2 separate regions of the Triticum aestivum genome follow, and region 2 is linked to region 1. A link is a contact called in public Hi-C data. All regions are on one chromosome and are shown on one strand. The core of a region is the stretch at or near the end of the contact, and the rest is flanking DNA. Distances in the headings are between cores, read along the strand shown.

What was found. Hi-C and Micro-C count contacts between places; a contact is called where the count stands out from the background.
Region 2: a contact with region 1 is called in a Hi-C map of leaf, with 3 times the contacts expected there. The contact joins the promoter of LOC123051563 here to the enhancer-like site in region 1. A contact is called at or near these places in 2 of 5 Hi-C or Micro-C datasets (both in leaf).

What each region holds. Positions count from the first base shown.
Region 1 is chr2D:61,642,976-61,650,614 of IWGSC CS RefSeq v2.1, reverse strand. No RefSeq gene overlaps it. Among protein-coding and RNA genes, the nearest start is that of LOC123048709, 17 kb to the left of the region's middle. Within about 2 kb of position 3,769, at least 2 of the 8 cell types and tissues checked have an H3K27ac peak or open chromatin away from gene starts, as enhancers often do. A contact at or near this core is called in leaf, where this site is marked.
Region 2 is chr2D:62,040,882-62,048,520 of IWGSC CS RefSeq v2.1, reverse strand. It overlaps LOC123051563 (WEB family protein At2g38370), which reads left to right and starts at 4,036. Exons shown (of 2, transcript XM_044474473.1): 1 at 4,036-4,374; 2 at 4,668-6,526. The coding sequence starts at 4,156. The coding sequence ends at 6,317. TRNAS-UGA (transfer RNA serine (anticodon UGA)) reads left to right here and starts at 7,265; the gene lies at 7,265-7,346.

The sequences.
Region 1 (7,639 bases), core at 2,520-5,019:
CGAGCATCCGCCTCTGTCGTCGTGAGGGAGCGATGGAGGACCTACGCGAGGAGCACGGCCTCGGGGTCGACTGGCGCGCTCGTGCACGAACGGCGCAGGAACATCGCCTCCCCCCGCTCCCTCGCTCGCTGCCGCTCACGCCGGGCTGCACGTGCCCGGATTCGGGCGTCCTCGTGCACGCCGACCCCGGCACGAGGACGCAGCGGTGGCCGGGTACCACTTCCGGACCAGAGGGTGGTGGAGGTGGGCGGCGTACCTGAAGGAGCGGAGCAGAGCTGCCGGAGCCGAGCGGGAAGGGCCGACGACGTTGCCGGCGGTGCGTCGACGAGCGACAAGCGCTGAGGAAGAAGATCCGCCGCGGCCGGGGCCGCCTTGCTCGAGCAGCGACCTCCTCAAGGCGATGCAGAGGGCCATCTTCTCCACATCGATGTTCGAGCCGTCGAATTCTGCACCGGGACCACCGCTACTTCCATCGCCAGCCATCGGATCGGAGGCCAGGGGATCGAAAGTGAAGTCGACGGAGAGGAGAGTGAAGTGGAGTTGGATTGACCGACGGGGTGGGCCAGGCTGACGTGGCGAACGCGCCCGGTCGGTCTCATATCCGCACATATTTGGACTAGATATGAGGCGCGCCGGACGGACATCCGTTTAAGGCGCCTGTCTTGATCGTTCGGTCAGTGACCGGGCCATCCGTCCGGGCATTTGAGGGACGATTTGTGATGGCCGCTGTAGATGCTATGAGGGGTTGTCAGGTTGACTACCTGCGACGCGCCTGGCCCGATGGAGACACCGGCACCACCGCGACGGCCAACCTCCATGGCGCCCGGATAAGGATGAAGAGGCTCGGTGCCGTGCACGCTTGTTCCTGCCGCGGCAGCGATCGATCGGGGGCCAGCCTGCCGCGGATTAGCTGAAGTACGGAGCTTAATTACGCCGCAGCATTTTTCCGGTGAATTTCACTCACGAGGCCACGGCATGGGCCGATGCGATGACCTGACCCGGGCGCTATACAACCGTAAATTGTTAAAAACAAAAGCGCAGACTGACAAAACACGGGGAATCATCCATGCATCACAAACGGAGGAGGAATGCAAAAACTAACGGTAATCATTCAGAAAAAGAGGACGAAAACGCACCGAACTTGTGGCCACCGATCATCATCAATCAAACTAGGTTACGATTAATGCTACTGCTAGAGTTGTCCATGCTAAGCGGCAGCAAAATCCTTATGTGGAGTGTCCCTCTTGCACTGCTGCACCCCTATCATTGTACTACTGCTGCCCTATAGCCATAGCCATGGGTCCTTATCATCAGTCGGACACCTCACCTCTCATAATTTGCACAAAATATTGTTGTTTTTGCACAATCAAAAAGAAAAAAAAAGTGGCGCAAGTGACGATCGGTGCGAACGCTTCTCCGCCACCAATTATTGCCTGGTGCATCCCCACATGGGTGAAAATCGGGTGAACCAATGGGACGGGATGAGATGACGGGCTGAAGCAGGTTCAGTGATGGAGTGAGTGCTCAGACAGAGCAACTCTAGCAGACCTCGCAAAAACTTGACCCGCAAAACGCGTTTGCAGTTTTACGATGACCGCGTTTGCGGATCGAAAACTAGCGCGGCCGAATAGATACTGTAAAACAAACTGTAAAACTGAAATAAAGAGCTCCTTCCTCTAGTCCGGCCGTTGCCGCCCCTTCCTCCAGCCGGCCACGCCTAACCCCGTCGGCCGCGCCCCGTCGCCCGCAGGCCATGCCCCGTCGCCCGTCGGCCGCGCCCCATCGCCCATCGGTCGCGCCTCGTCCTTGCCGGTCACGCCCCATCACCGCGCCGGTCGCGCCCAGCCTCGCCGGCCACGCCCAGCCTCGCCGGCCACGCCCCGTCGCCTCTGTCGTCCGCGCCCAGCCTTGCCGGCCACGCCCCGTCGCCTCCGTCGTCCGCGCCTTGCTCTATTGCCAGGCGAGCCGTGCCCCTTTGCCTGCCGCGTCGGGAGGATTCCGGCGGCCAGGCTGAGGTCATAGGAGGCCACGACGATGTCGAGCTCGTCCAATTCAAACCAGCGGCGCTCGATTGCGGCGTCTAGCGGCCTTTTCCGATGTGCGGTGATGAATTCCGGCGAGTTTAGGGCGGATTCCGGCAAACTCCGCGGCGACGTGTTTGCTCCGACGAGGTTTGACCGGTATACGGGCCCCCCTATATTCGGCCTTCCAACCTCCAAAGATAAGGGTTTCAGGTGTGCATTTGCGGTGGGCCTTAAAATTTTTACGGGTTGGACTACTTTTACGGTTTCTGTTCTGGACACTTTTTTTGCCCAAAACTGTAAAACGCAATTTTTTTACGGGTTTGACCACTTATGCGGGGTGTGCTAGAGATGCTCTGACGAACTTGGGGATAGTGCCAAGTAACATGTGGCCATGTGATGTAAACTTATCAGCGACCGTTGGTGATGAGTGGATATGTTTTATCCAAGAAGATGGCTCCAAAATGGAATTCTTGGGTCCAAAATGTTGTAGGAGTACCAGCTTGGTGGCGGTGGTGCAGCAGTAACAACAAACTCCCCGGTGTGGCTTCAATAAGAAAGTGGTGCCCTTTCTATGATAATTTAAAGAGCAGCTCGCCTGTCGATTTCTTAAGAAAGAAAAGGTGATGTCAATGGTATCAAGCTCATTAACAACGCAAGTCAATAACCAAATCTGTATTTTATTTTGCAGTCTCAACTCCTAAGTTCAGGGGTGTTTTAACTATGTATGGCCAGTGTGGCATGGCAATGTCTGAAGGTCCCGACAATGTGGCATGCACGCACGCTATCAAGGTCGCACGGTAGGGTTGTTCGCGCGTCTCCCTCTTGCCAAGAAGCAAATATGCAGCACAACATATCCTGTAATTCCAACGATAAATTTATGATACAGATAAACTTCAGCAGAAAAAGACATGAAAAAAAAAGCGACCCTTAGGCTGGATGCCCATGTTCGGGCCATGCTTGAATTGACTCATCCAGTAAAATCAGTCAGTCAGCTCAGGCTGTGAAATCATCTCCCACACATGAAAAAGGAGGTAGCAAGTAGAGTTAAGGAAGACGAGAACAATCTCGCATGACAAGAACAAATCGTTAACGCAAACTCGTTTCAAAAAGCCAAGTTCTTAACCACACGTGTTTAATTCGGATAGTGACTTGTCCCTCAATTTTTCTTTCTTTTTTTGATAGTGATGACTTGTATTGGTGAGGGCCGGGTGTATGGATGGACATTTTCGGTGATAATGCTCTGACCGTATCATTCAAGATGTCGAGCTATCAACTGGCCCTCTCGCCAACCATCTGAGCGATGGCGGTACGCATAATTTTCCAGCCAGGGAGGCTAGCAGAGGTACTACAACTCTTGTCACAAAGTTAGCAATTTCGTGCAGTTTGGCCATCCCACTTTTTCCGAGCAAAATCTTTTTGTACTAATGAGATGAAGCGGATGGGTATTGTGCAGTTTCAGCATCAAGTTCCTGAATGCAAGCAAGTCCACGCGAAAACGACATGAAGCGGTACACGTACATGGCAGCAAGGAGGCGAATTCCAGTACAACTTTTTAAGCCTACATTTCTTGAAGCCATGGATGAATTGGCCATCAAAATCGGTCAGACACAGAAGGAGGAAGACGATGACAAATTGTTGGCGCGATCGGGCACGTCTGGTTTGGATTGCGACTTGTGCTAGACTGTTTGGTGTGCACCGTACACTGGGATGGGGTGCCAGCTGGCCGGGGAAACCCGTACGGCTGATCATGGGGCGGCCGTATCATTCGTTCGCAATGTCGAGCTATCAGCTACTCTGTCACCAGCCATATGAACGTGTACAGCTCATTTCGCGGGGCATCTTGAGGTGAAACTCCGAGGAGCATATCACATGGCGACAGAGGAATCCGCTGAATAATTGGACGCTGTCGTCCACGGAAACTCGTCAAAATCTTACCGTGGCATTTGATTTGAGGCACACAGCGAGTCCGGCGGCTGGCGCACGATTAATTTGGTCACCGCATTTCTGGTTGCACGTACGCCGCAATAATCTGTAGTGTTTATTATGTGGTTGACTAACCAGGCATTGCCTATTCGGTGGAGACGTTGACACTTGGAACAGCTCGACGGCAACGTAGTTGGGAAGACAGACTTGGGATTGCTCTGCATTTTCTGTAGTAAATGTCACAATGAGATGGGTGCTGGTTTCGCTTTGTTCCGTTAGAGGTCTAAAGCGGGACTTGACAAATCAGCCTCTTAAACGCCCGCGAACGCGATCGGACTCGTTTACGGACAGTGACCGGTCACGTCTCAAATTAGCAGCACTACATCCGTCTCTCATATTTCATCCCCTAGACCCATACGAAGCATGCAAAGAAATTCTACATACTACCCTAACTAGTCTTCGCCGTCGGAGATGTCCACGACGATGGTGCCGAGCACCGGCTGGACGGGCGGGTAGGTGGCCTCCGGCTCATCCTCCTCCTGCTCGACCTCATTCATGTAGGCGAGCATCTCCGCCTCCTTTGCAGCCTCATGCGCCTCCATCTCCTGCCGGCTGGCCTCCGCAGTCGACTCCAACCGAAGGGAATCGAGGATGGCCTGCAAATCGGCGCGTCAGCGTCCCCCACATCCTCCTGCTCCTCCTCATCGTCGTCGTCGTCCTCCTCCTCCAGATCCACTGCATCCGGAGGTAGCCCCATGGCAATCCGGGCTTCACGCCTATCCCGAATCTGCTCAAGGAGTTCGAGCCAGCACTCCAGCGTCAGAAATTTTTCGCTCCTCACCTGGCAGCATGGGAGCGTGGCTACTAGGCGTACGGGGGGAGTGGAAAGTGGCGGCGGCGGCGAACAGGAGGAGGAGAAAAATGTGGATAGATGGTAGGGTTTCGGTGTCGCCAGTCGACTTAAATAGCCGGGCTAGGCACGACGCGCCCCGCAGGAGCTGCGCCATGCGGGGCCACCGGTCTGACGGAGGAGACGAGCTTCAGACCGCCAGGTTTCAAGGCGTTTCTGGCTGGGACCCCTTCGTCAGTCCAACGTGGCGGGCGTGTCCGGGCGCCCCATATCCGCCTCATATTTAGGTTGGATAAGAGGGGTGCCGGTCAGCCGGGCGTTTGAGGGCAGTTTGAGTGGGACGTCTAGGTCAAAATATCGTGACTGGACAGTGACCGAGCGACCCGCCCGAACGTATGAGGCGGATTTGAGGCGCTCGGCTGTAGATGCTCTTATACTACGCATGTGATTGAAAGTGGAACCCGGTTTGTTTTTTCTTTTTTCTTTTTGATCGTATGGGAAAGGAATGTCACGACGAGATCCAGATATATGCAGAAAAGGCTAATTTTAATATGGTTCCTCTTACGTCCTCTTTTCACATAATAGATAAGAAGGTAAGAGTTAATCAGACCACTTCTTAAAACGCCAGCTGTATTCATTTTCCCCTACTAGAAGTAGAAAAACATCTGTTTTCACGAAAGGAAAACGAAACAACTACACGCCAATGAGTGTAGTAGACGGCAAACAAACAAGATTCCACTATCTAGTGACCACAAAAATAAAATGATGCGCATCAATGAGAGCCAGAGTAACATCGTCACTCCTTAAACCGCCTAGTGAGTGTTGAATAGCATTCTCATGGTTCAAAAATCAGACAAATAAAAAAATCTAGCAAAAAATTTAGGCATGGAACGATGCAGAAAAAGAGGAAATTAAAGCCTCACAATTTTTTTAGAAACATTAAAGTCTCATAAGTGTTCCCGGCAAAAAAAAAAGCCTCACGAGTGTTTTTCTTTTTTCAGAAATAATAAAGTCACACAAGTGACAGGGCTTGCCATGCTGCTGGTGGAGCAAGCCCTACGGCAACACCGTGGGAAATATCTGATACTCCCGGTGCTCCAAACTCGATAGCACATTTTAAATGTTTAAAAAATTCTAAAAAATACAGCACATTGACACATCAACTTATGTTGTTAAAAAAATTCAAATCAAAATGCAAAACATTGCTCCAGATAAAAAAATGACAAAATGGATATCAATGTGATAATGGGCCTAATCTAAAGCCGAACTTATGTTGTCCTATTTACTGTCGAATTTGTCATTTATGTTTCTCAAGCTATGTTTCGAATTTTGATTTCATATTTTTTGACAACATACTTTGATGTTGCGTCAATGTGATGGATTTTTTTAAGAATTTTTCAAACACTTAAAAATGTGCTACCGAGTTTTGGAGCACCGGAAGCACCCTCGGGGTGGGAGTACCATATATTTCCCCGGCAACACCGGTACAACAAATATTTGCAAAAAAAAAAGCCAACCTGTCGCAAAGTAAGGGACTGACAAAGCCAGCCCATCAAGGATAGACTGGGGACTGGGTGTGGCGGTTAATTTTATTTCTATTCTTTTTCGGTTTCTTATTTTTTTTTACTGTTTTTGGTTTTTAAAATTTTGTCCCCTTTCTAGAAAAAATTGAAACTTTGAATAAATTATTCATAGTGTCCAAAATTCATTTAGTCTTTGAATTAATAAATTTGTTTGGAATGTCAAAAGATGTTCACAAATTAAAAAAAATGTTCAAGTAATTAAAAAACATTCTGTTCTAAAAACATATACCGAATTTAATATTTCATTCCCATTTAAAACATGAATTAATTTTGAAAATACGAACAATTTTCTGAAATTTAAAACATTTCTTAAAAAAGCGAGTTGTTTTTTAAACATATGTTTTTTCAAAATTGTGAACATTTACTTAAAATTCCAAAACTTTTGAACATTATTGGAACATAAGAAACGAACATTTTTTTCCAAAAATTATCAACTTTTTTGGAAACATGAAAGATTTTTTAATTCACCAGCATTTTTTAAATTTTCGTCAAAATAAACAAATATTGTGAAAAATGCGAATTTTTTACAAAACGTGAAAATAAATTCAGTTTTTTTTAAACAATTGGAATTCTAACATTTTTCAAAAACACAAACAATTTTTAAAATTTCGGAAAAAGTCTTTAAAGTATTGAATTGTTCTACATTAGTGATATTTAAAAAAAAGGGAGAAAGGAGAAAACAGAAAATATAGAAACATAATAAAAAGGAAAAGGAAAGAGGAGAAAAAGAAAGAAGTAGCCTCTGCGTTTGGCAAAATGGTCTATCCTTGGATGCATAACCCTGTATGAATTGGCTCCTATTTGCATTCCGCGGCATATAGGATTTTCCGCGCTGCATATTAAATCTCTTGGTGGGAGAGCAGAGAGCAGCTAGTTAACGAGCACTCCTTCAGGAGCCTCGCAACGATCAGTGCCACTTGGCGCACTCTTAGCCGTTCACCACGTGTCGCACTTTGGGCGCTCCCTCCGGGTTTTTTTTCGCACGCGTTTTTGGCTTTTAAAATGGTTTTTTCGACGTTTTGGTTTTCCACCTGTCTTCCTTAGCTTTCCAATAAAAAAATTAGAAAAAAATATTTTTGCACGAAAAAACGCGTTTTTTTCTTTTTACTTTCGCGAGAGTCACGGTTTTGCTTCCGCGAGAGGCATGGTTTTGCTTTTGCGAGAGTCACGGCCGTGCCTCTCGAAAACGAAAAAAATGCATTTTCTATTTTTTCGCAAGAGTCACGGTTTTACTTCCGCAAGAGGAACGGTTGTGCTTT
Region 2 (7,639 bases), core at 2,787-5,286, 400 kb before region 1:
ATGAGGATTATGTGCCTTCTGGGACAGAGCCTTCTGCGGCAGAACCCTCTTGGGCAAAGAAGCTCAAACACAAGATGAAGAAGTTGTTCTGCATGGAGTCTCACGGTCAGTACATGACTCATGTGGCTGAGAAGAAGGCAAGGGGACGTCACAAGGAGCTTATGCGTCAGTTGGGTGCGACAGTCACCAGCGGCTCTGAGGGTCAGATCACTGAGGAGGAGGAGTGGATCCAGCAGCACTGTCCGTGGACCGATTCAGATGCCGAGCAGTTTCCGGCCGAGGATGGTGGTGCAGATGATCACGCAGAGTCCTGATGTTCGAGATCCTCAGCATGCTCTCACCTGGAGCCGTAGGTTAGCTCTTTGCCCCTTTTGGTGTCTCGATGCCAAAGGGGGAGAGAGTTTAGGAATTTGCGTCGTTGTGTTGCGAGTGTGTCTTTGTCTTTGTGCTTTCGTTGTGTTTGCTACCTTGTGCTTTGTTTGGTTTTGTGTTCCGTGAGACCTAAGTTCCAGTCATATGGTGTGAGACATATGCTACCTTATCCTTATCATATCTTTATCTATGTCTCTAGTCTTTTGGTATCTCATGAGTTGCATGCTTATTATGTTATATATCCTGCTCTCTTGTATCACGCTTAGGTTGTTGGTCTCTAAAATACAGGGGGAGTGTTGATCCTAGTATGTGTGTCGTGCAGTCCAAAGCACTTATCTTGATGGCACACATCTAGGGGGAGCCCGTCTATATTTTAGAGACTTGGGGGTTTGCTTATGTCCTTTGTCTTTTCCCGTTTGTGCAAATCCCGTATTGTCATCAATCCACCAAAAAGGGGGAGATTGTAAGGGCATATTTATCCGTAAGATATTTTGGTGATTGATGACAATGCTTTTGCGGACTAATCGTGTGCATTGAGTGTTTTCAGAGATTCATCCTTTGGCACGAGACGATTACCTCCCCTCAGAGTTTGAAGCGAAGACGGTGTAGTCCTTTCGAATTAGTTTGGTGGACTAGTTTCATAGGGATCACCGTACTATCAAGAGGAGGTCCGCTTTGGCAAGGCTAGGGTGGAATCAACACGTACACATCCTCTTTACACCCTCTGTGCCTTTCCGCTTCATTGGAGCTTTGCTTCCTCTCTCCTTGGGCTGAGTCTGGTCCTAGCGGTAGTACCGCGGTACCCATCGGTAGTACCGCTTGGGGGTCAGAAGCGGCAGTACCGCTCCGCAGCGGTAGTACCGCTGGTGGGTCCTCAGCAGTAGTACCGCTACGGTACCAGGCCCCTACCGTCTCGATTCGAGGGGTCTTTTTTCGTGTCGGATAGTGCGGTACTTCGCAGCGGCAGTAGGGCGGCAGTACCGCTCACGAGCGGTAGTACCGTCCAACCGCCGCGGCAGTACCGCTCGGATCTGTCCTCTCCTGCCCTCCAGGCTCCACGGTAGTACCGCCCTCGGGAGCGGTAGTACCGCTGTAACCAGCGGTAGTACCACTGCCTCCTGCGGTAGTACCGCCCTCTACGGGGCTGTTGTGGGGGTAACGGTTGGATTGTTCCCCCCACTATATAAGGAGGTCTTCTTCCCCAAAGTTGACTCACCTCTTCCCCCAAAAGCTCCATTGTTGCTCCAAGCTCCATTTTCGCCCGATCTCTCTCCCTAGCCAATCAAACTTGTTGATTTGCTCGGGATTGGTTGAGAAGGCCCCGATCTACACTTCCACCAAGAGAAATTTGATTCCCCCCACTTATCCCTAGCGGATCTTGTTACTCTTGGGTGTTTGAGCACCCTAGACGGTTGAGGTCACCGCGGAGCCATAGTCCATTGTGGTGAAGCTTTGTGGTGTCGTTGGGAGCCTCCAATTAAGTTGTGGAGATTGCCCCAACCTTGTTTGTAAAGGTCCGGTCGCCGCCTTCAAGGGCACCAATAGTGTAATCACGGCATCTCGCATTGTGTGAGGGCGTGAGGAGAATACGGTGGCCCTAGTGGCTTCTTGGGGAGCATTGTGCCTCCACACCGCTCTAACGAAGACGTACTTCCCCTCAAAAGGAAGGAACTTCGGTAACACATCCTTGTCTCCACCGGCTCCACTCTTGGTTATCTCTTACCTTTACTTGTGCACGCTTATATTGTGTTGTATCCCTTTCTTGCTTGTGCGCTTGTTGTTGTTGCATCATATAGGTTGCTCACCTAGTTGCATATCTAGACAACCTACTTTGATGCAAGGTATAAATTGGTAAAGAAAAGCTAAAAATTGTTAGTTGCCTATTCACCCCCCCCCCCCTCTAGTCAACTATATCGATCCTTTAAATGCCTATGTTTTCAACATGGATTTTGCCATGGAAACTTTTATAGATGTTTTTGAATTCTTGGGAACTTTTAAAATGATTTTTCCTCGGAAAATTATGATCAATGCACATGGAAAATATCATGGTAACTTAAAGACTTTTTTCCCTTTCATAGCATCTTGAGAGCTTTGCACATGGCAACTTTTATATAAAAGCATGGCTCATAAATTTTGACATGTACCCATTATGATATTTCAAAATTTTAAATGTTTTAGAGAACATTTTTCCTATTTTGCCATGCACAATTTTTTTACAGGTATCATGGCAACTTTACTAATTAGCCATGACGTTTTTATTAATTAGAACATGTTACTTTTTTGTAGGTGCCATGGCAATTTTATTACTCAGAGCATGACAATTTTATTAATTAGACCATGACCGTTTAAATGTATGTACCATGACAATTTTATTTTTAGTCTTGGCAATTTAATTACTTAGACCATGGTAATTTCATTAATTAATAGACCATGTCAGCTTCTATTTATGTAGCACGGCAATTATGTTTTAGACCATGTTAGTTTTATTTTTTGGTATCATGGCAATTTTTATTCTTCAGACCATGGCAATTTTATTAATTATGTTATGGAAATTTTATTAATTTTGTGTCCCAAAACATGGAAAATTGTAATGGTCAAACGACAATCTTAGGAATTACACTTGTCTCATGTGTGCATAGCCAAATCCTAAATTTGCCATCGTTTCAAAGAATAAATCCCCTAACCTTGCCATCTTATTTTAAAGAACAGAATTCATAAATTTGCATTGTGACCGTTAGACAAATTCAAAAGTTGAAATGTTTATAAAGAACATTTTTCCTATTTTTGCGATGTGCAATTTTATTACAGGTATCATGGGAAAAAAAAAACTAGACCATGGTAATTTATTTTCTTAGACTATCGCAAATTTATTACATACACCATGTTTTAACTTGTCATGGGGACTTGGGAAGGGGAAGAGCTGGAGGGTAAAATGCATGGCGAAACTTTCTGTTCATAGCTTCTACTCCCTCTGTTTCAAAATAGATGACCCAAATTTGTACTAACTACAAGTAGGTTTTGTCCCATCGGTAGCAACTCATGTGATGATGATAGGCTTAAAAGAATCTACCCAGCGAACCGATGACTAACCCGATGGTCAAACCGATGAACACCTGAACCGCCATTTGGTTGCCAATCCGGTTTTTTGAACTATGCAGCCAAGCCCATGTCACTGTTGTCAATCGTCGTCATGTGAAAGAGAGTGAATCACTGAAAGAGAGGAGAGAGAGAGAGCAGTGGTACGAGGGACCGTGACAAGAGATGATGTATCCAAGCAACGGCTCAATTCACTGCCACCTCGTGATGCCCGCCGAACGACGGTCGGCACCGCAAGGCCGACGCCGCGGTAATAATGCAAGCAAGCATGGCAGGACGCTCGTGCACCGCCGAGGGAGTTGTCACGCAGTGCGCAACGGCCCTCTGCCACCACAAAGATTAAAGGAAGAAAGAACCACCCGCGGGTCCGGCCGTGACGAAGAGCTGCCTCAGCCGCACTGTTTTCCGTGTCATCATGCTTAATGTACACCGCCACTGCTCCATTTGCTGCCGTGATTAGCGACAAGCGTGCAGCAGTCTCAGTCTCGGCCCAACGGCTACCTCAGCAGCAGCCGGTCAACGACCACTATTAAATCCGACTACTACCCAAGCGAAGCGAGCCACACTCCCCCGTTGTCCGCTTGCAGCCCACCCACCACCCCACCCCACCCCACTCTCTCCCTCGCTCTTCGCCCAAACCCAAGAACCCTGACCCAGCAGCACGCGCAGGACCCGAGAGAGAAAGGAATGGAAGAGGAGGCCCGGCCGCCCCTGCTCCCCGTGCGCGTCCCGGTGAACGGCGAGGACCTGGCCCCGGCCTCCGCTGGCGCGTGCGGCGTCGGCGGCGGCAGGGCGGAGATCGACACCTCGGCGCCGTTCGAGTCCGTGCGGGAGGCCGTCGACCGCTTCGGCGGCAGCGCCGCCTGGAGCTCCCACCTCGTCAACCGCATCTTCGCGCACCACAAGGTCAGTGCGACCTCCTCCCCCCTCTTCTCCATCTTGCCGCGGCTCATCTTGCCCCGATTTACATTATTGGCGGAGGAACGGTGCCATCTCCTGTTCCGCAGAGTACTTTTTGTTCTTGCACAGTACTACATGGCCGTACCCCTGTACTTTGGGTTAGTTCGTCATTCAATTAGGAGCAGAGCGGAGCGGTTCTTGTCCGCGATTCGGTGGCAAATGCGGCTAGTAAAATCAGCCAGCACTAATGTTTCTCTTCTCTCGATTGATTTTGTTCTTGCCACATTTTCCGCCTGCAGAAACAGAACCAGACTGTGTGTGGGGGGACTGAAGACGAGCAATGCGTCAATCTGGCGGAGCAGACGGCGCAGATAGAGAAGGAGCTCGGCGCCAAGGAGAGGGAGACGCTCGATGTGCTCAAACAACTCGAGTCTGCCAAGAAGATCATCGCAGATTTGAAGCTCAAGATTCAGAAGAAAACGGCTGAAGATACATTGCAGCCTGAAGAAGAGAAGCAGCAGCAACAGCAAGAGAGCAATTGCTCTCTCACTGAAGTGCCCACAGCAGAACCTGAAGTGAAGCAGCCTGAAGGAAACGCTGAAGCTACCGAAGAAGAGCAAACAGCAGAACCTGAAGCAAAGCAGCAGCCTGAGGGAAATGCTGAAGGTGCAGAAATGCAAGCAGCAGAACCTGAAGTGAGGCAGCCTGAGGGAAATGATGGAGCCGATGTGGACATGTGCGCCGGCCTAGACGAACAAGAGCAGCAGCAGCAGCATACTAACTTGGTTCTGATGGAGCTCGAGCAGGCAAAGTCGAACCTGAACAGAACCACGGGTGATCTCGCTGCCATAAGAGCCTCCATCGAGTCGCTGCGCAACGACATCGCGACGGAGAAAGTCTTGGTGGAGAGGAGCCGGGAGAAGGTGTCCTCGGACGCCACCTTGGTTTCTTCTCTGAAGCAGGAGCTGGACCAGACCACGCAGAAGCTGCAGACGCTGAAGGACCTGCAGAGAAGGCGCGAGGACCCCTCGGACATCTTCTTCGAGATCAAGAGGATGACTACCGAGATAGAGCAGCTCAGGAATGCAGCAAATGCGTCGAAATCTGAAGCCATGATGTTAGCTGCCGAGATTGAGCAGACCAAGGCCACCATCGGCACTGCTGAAGTGAGATGTCTTGCTGCCAAGAAGATGGAGGAAGCAGCAAGGGCAGCTGAAGCTCTTGCACTAGCTGAGATCAAGGCCCTACTCTGCAGTGAAGCCTCAGCTGAAGGTCTCCAGGGTGAAGATGGAGTGAGCCTTTCAGTGGAAGAGTACTCCGAGCTTGCTTCGATGGCTCGAGAGGCCGATGAAAGCTCAAGGAACAAGATTGCAGCTGCCATGGTCCATGTCGACGAAGCCAACCAATCAAAGTCGGAGTCACTCACAAGGCTGGAAGAAGCCAAAATGGAGGTTGAGGAATGCAAGAAGGCACTGCAGGAGGCTCTGAAGAGGGTAGAGACTGCCAACCGAAGAAAGTTTGCGGTGGAAGAGACCCTTCAGAGATGCCGATCGGAGACCGGACACAAGAGGCGCTCATTCCGTGGCTCCCCCAAGTTCAAAACTGCAGCACATCGCCACAGAGATGACTCTCACTGCATGGACATCATCGATGTTTCAGACAACTCCATGAAGCCGACACTGTCGATCGGGCAGATACTGAGTATGAAGCTAATGGGGCCTGATGGGTACGACAAGAGCGTGTCGGACGACACGAGTACGAGTGAAACCTCTAGCATCTCCCTCGGTCAGATCCTGAACAGGAGGCAGGCAATCTTGACTTATAGCAGTGATACAAGTGCTAACAACAAATTCTCAGGAAAGAGGAAGAAGTTTGCCTTCACTGGGCTTTCAGTTTTCCTGGCTAAGCAGGCTAAGAGCAAGAAGAAGAGAGGGTCAGATGAGAACTGATGTTAACTCTGCCAGAACACTAGCTAGTTACTGAGTGTTTTGACCCCCTATTTCCATGTCTGTGTTCATGTACAATGTTCCTAGGAGGAGTATATGTTTCTAGGTCTAATGAGGTTCTGATATTTATGTAGCTCCATGTACCAGTTCATCAGTCTAGCATCTCCTGAGTGATGTTGCTGATTAGTTAGTTAAGAGTTAGATTGGTATCATGTGCTCTATGAACATGGAAGATTCCAGTTCAGTTAGCTCTGTATCATGCACCCTGTGGTCATGTAAGACATTTGATTTGGAGTATTCGATCTGTTTGGGTAAAGCCTGTTATTATTCTGTTGTGCCTGGACTTGGACCAGCATTATTACTCGGTTCGACAGAGAAAATACAATCTTAGTTAGATCAGCGGCTCTAAATACTGTATACAGTAAAAAAAATGACCGCGAAATACTGTATATATAGGTTAACTAACTGCTAGTTAACAGTAAGTATATCATGTGCTCAATGAAGTATGAACATGGAAAATTACCGGTTCAGTTAGCTCTGCAATCATGTACCTGTGGTCATGGATGACACAATCGTATTCTGCTATCTTTTGATAAAAAAAAAACCTTTCTTACTGCTCCCTGGAGTAGGATGAGAATTGCTCCTTTGAGACAAAGTTTTTAAAATTAACTTATATGTAGTTTTAGTCAGTATATACAATCTTAGAGTTAGATTCTCTAAAACAGCATATATATAGGTTAACCAAGGGCTAGTTAACGGTAAGTATATGATGTGCTCAATGAAGTACGAACATGTAAAAGATCGGTTCAGGAGTATTCTGCCGTCTTTTGTTAAAAAAAACGTTCTTACTGCTGTCCCTGGAGTAGGATGATTATTGTAATTTTGTGAAAAAGGAATGTCTGTAGTCTCAGTAGGTACATATAGTTTGCAGAAGAATGGAGAAGCAACAAGTCGATATGTCCGAGTGGTTAAGGAGACAGACTTGAAATCTGTTGGGCTAAGCCCGCGCAGGTTCGATCCCTGCTGTCGACGATTTCCTTTTTTATCCGGCTTTTTTTTTTGCTGGGCTGGGCCTTCTGTCCTCTTTTTTTAGACCTGATGCCCCTCGTATCCTCTGCTTGTTTTGCAAATTTTGCGGCCAATATGAATATACTTACTGTTAACAGTCAGAAATTTTTAGACATAAAAAAAACAGTCAGAGATTAAAAACACTTTATCCCTACCTCCGGGTCGCCATGTTTGGCTTTTGCATCCGCATGACCCTAATGTTAGACCCGTAAACATTTTATTAGATGAATAAAGTGAGTGTGTATCCCCTTAAAAAG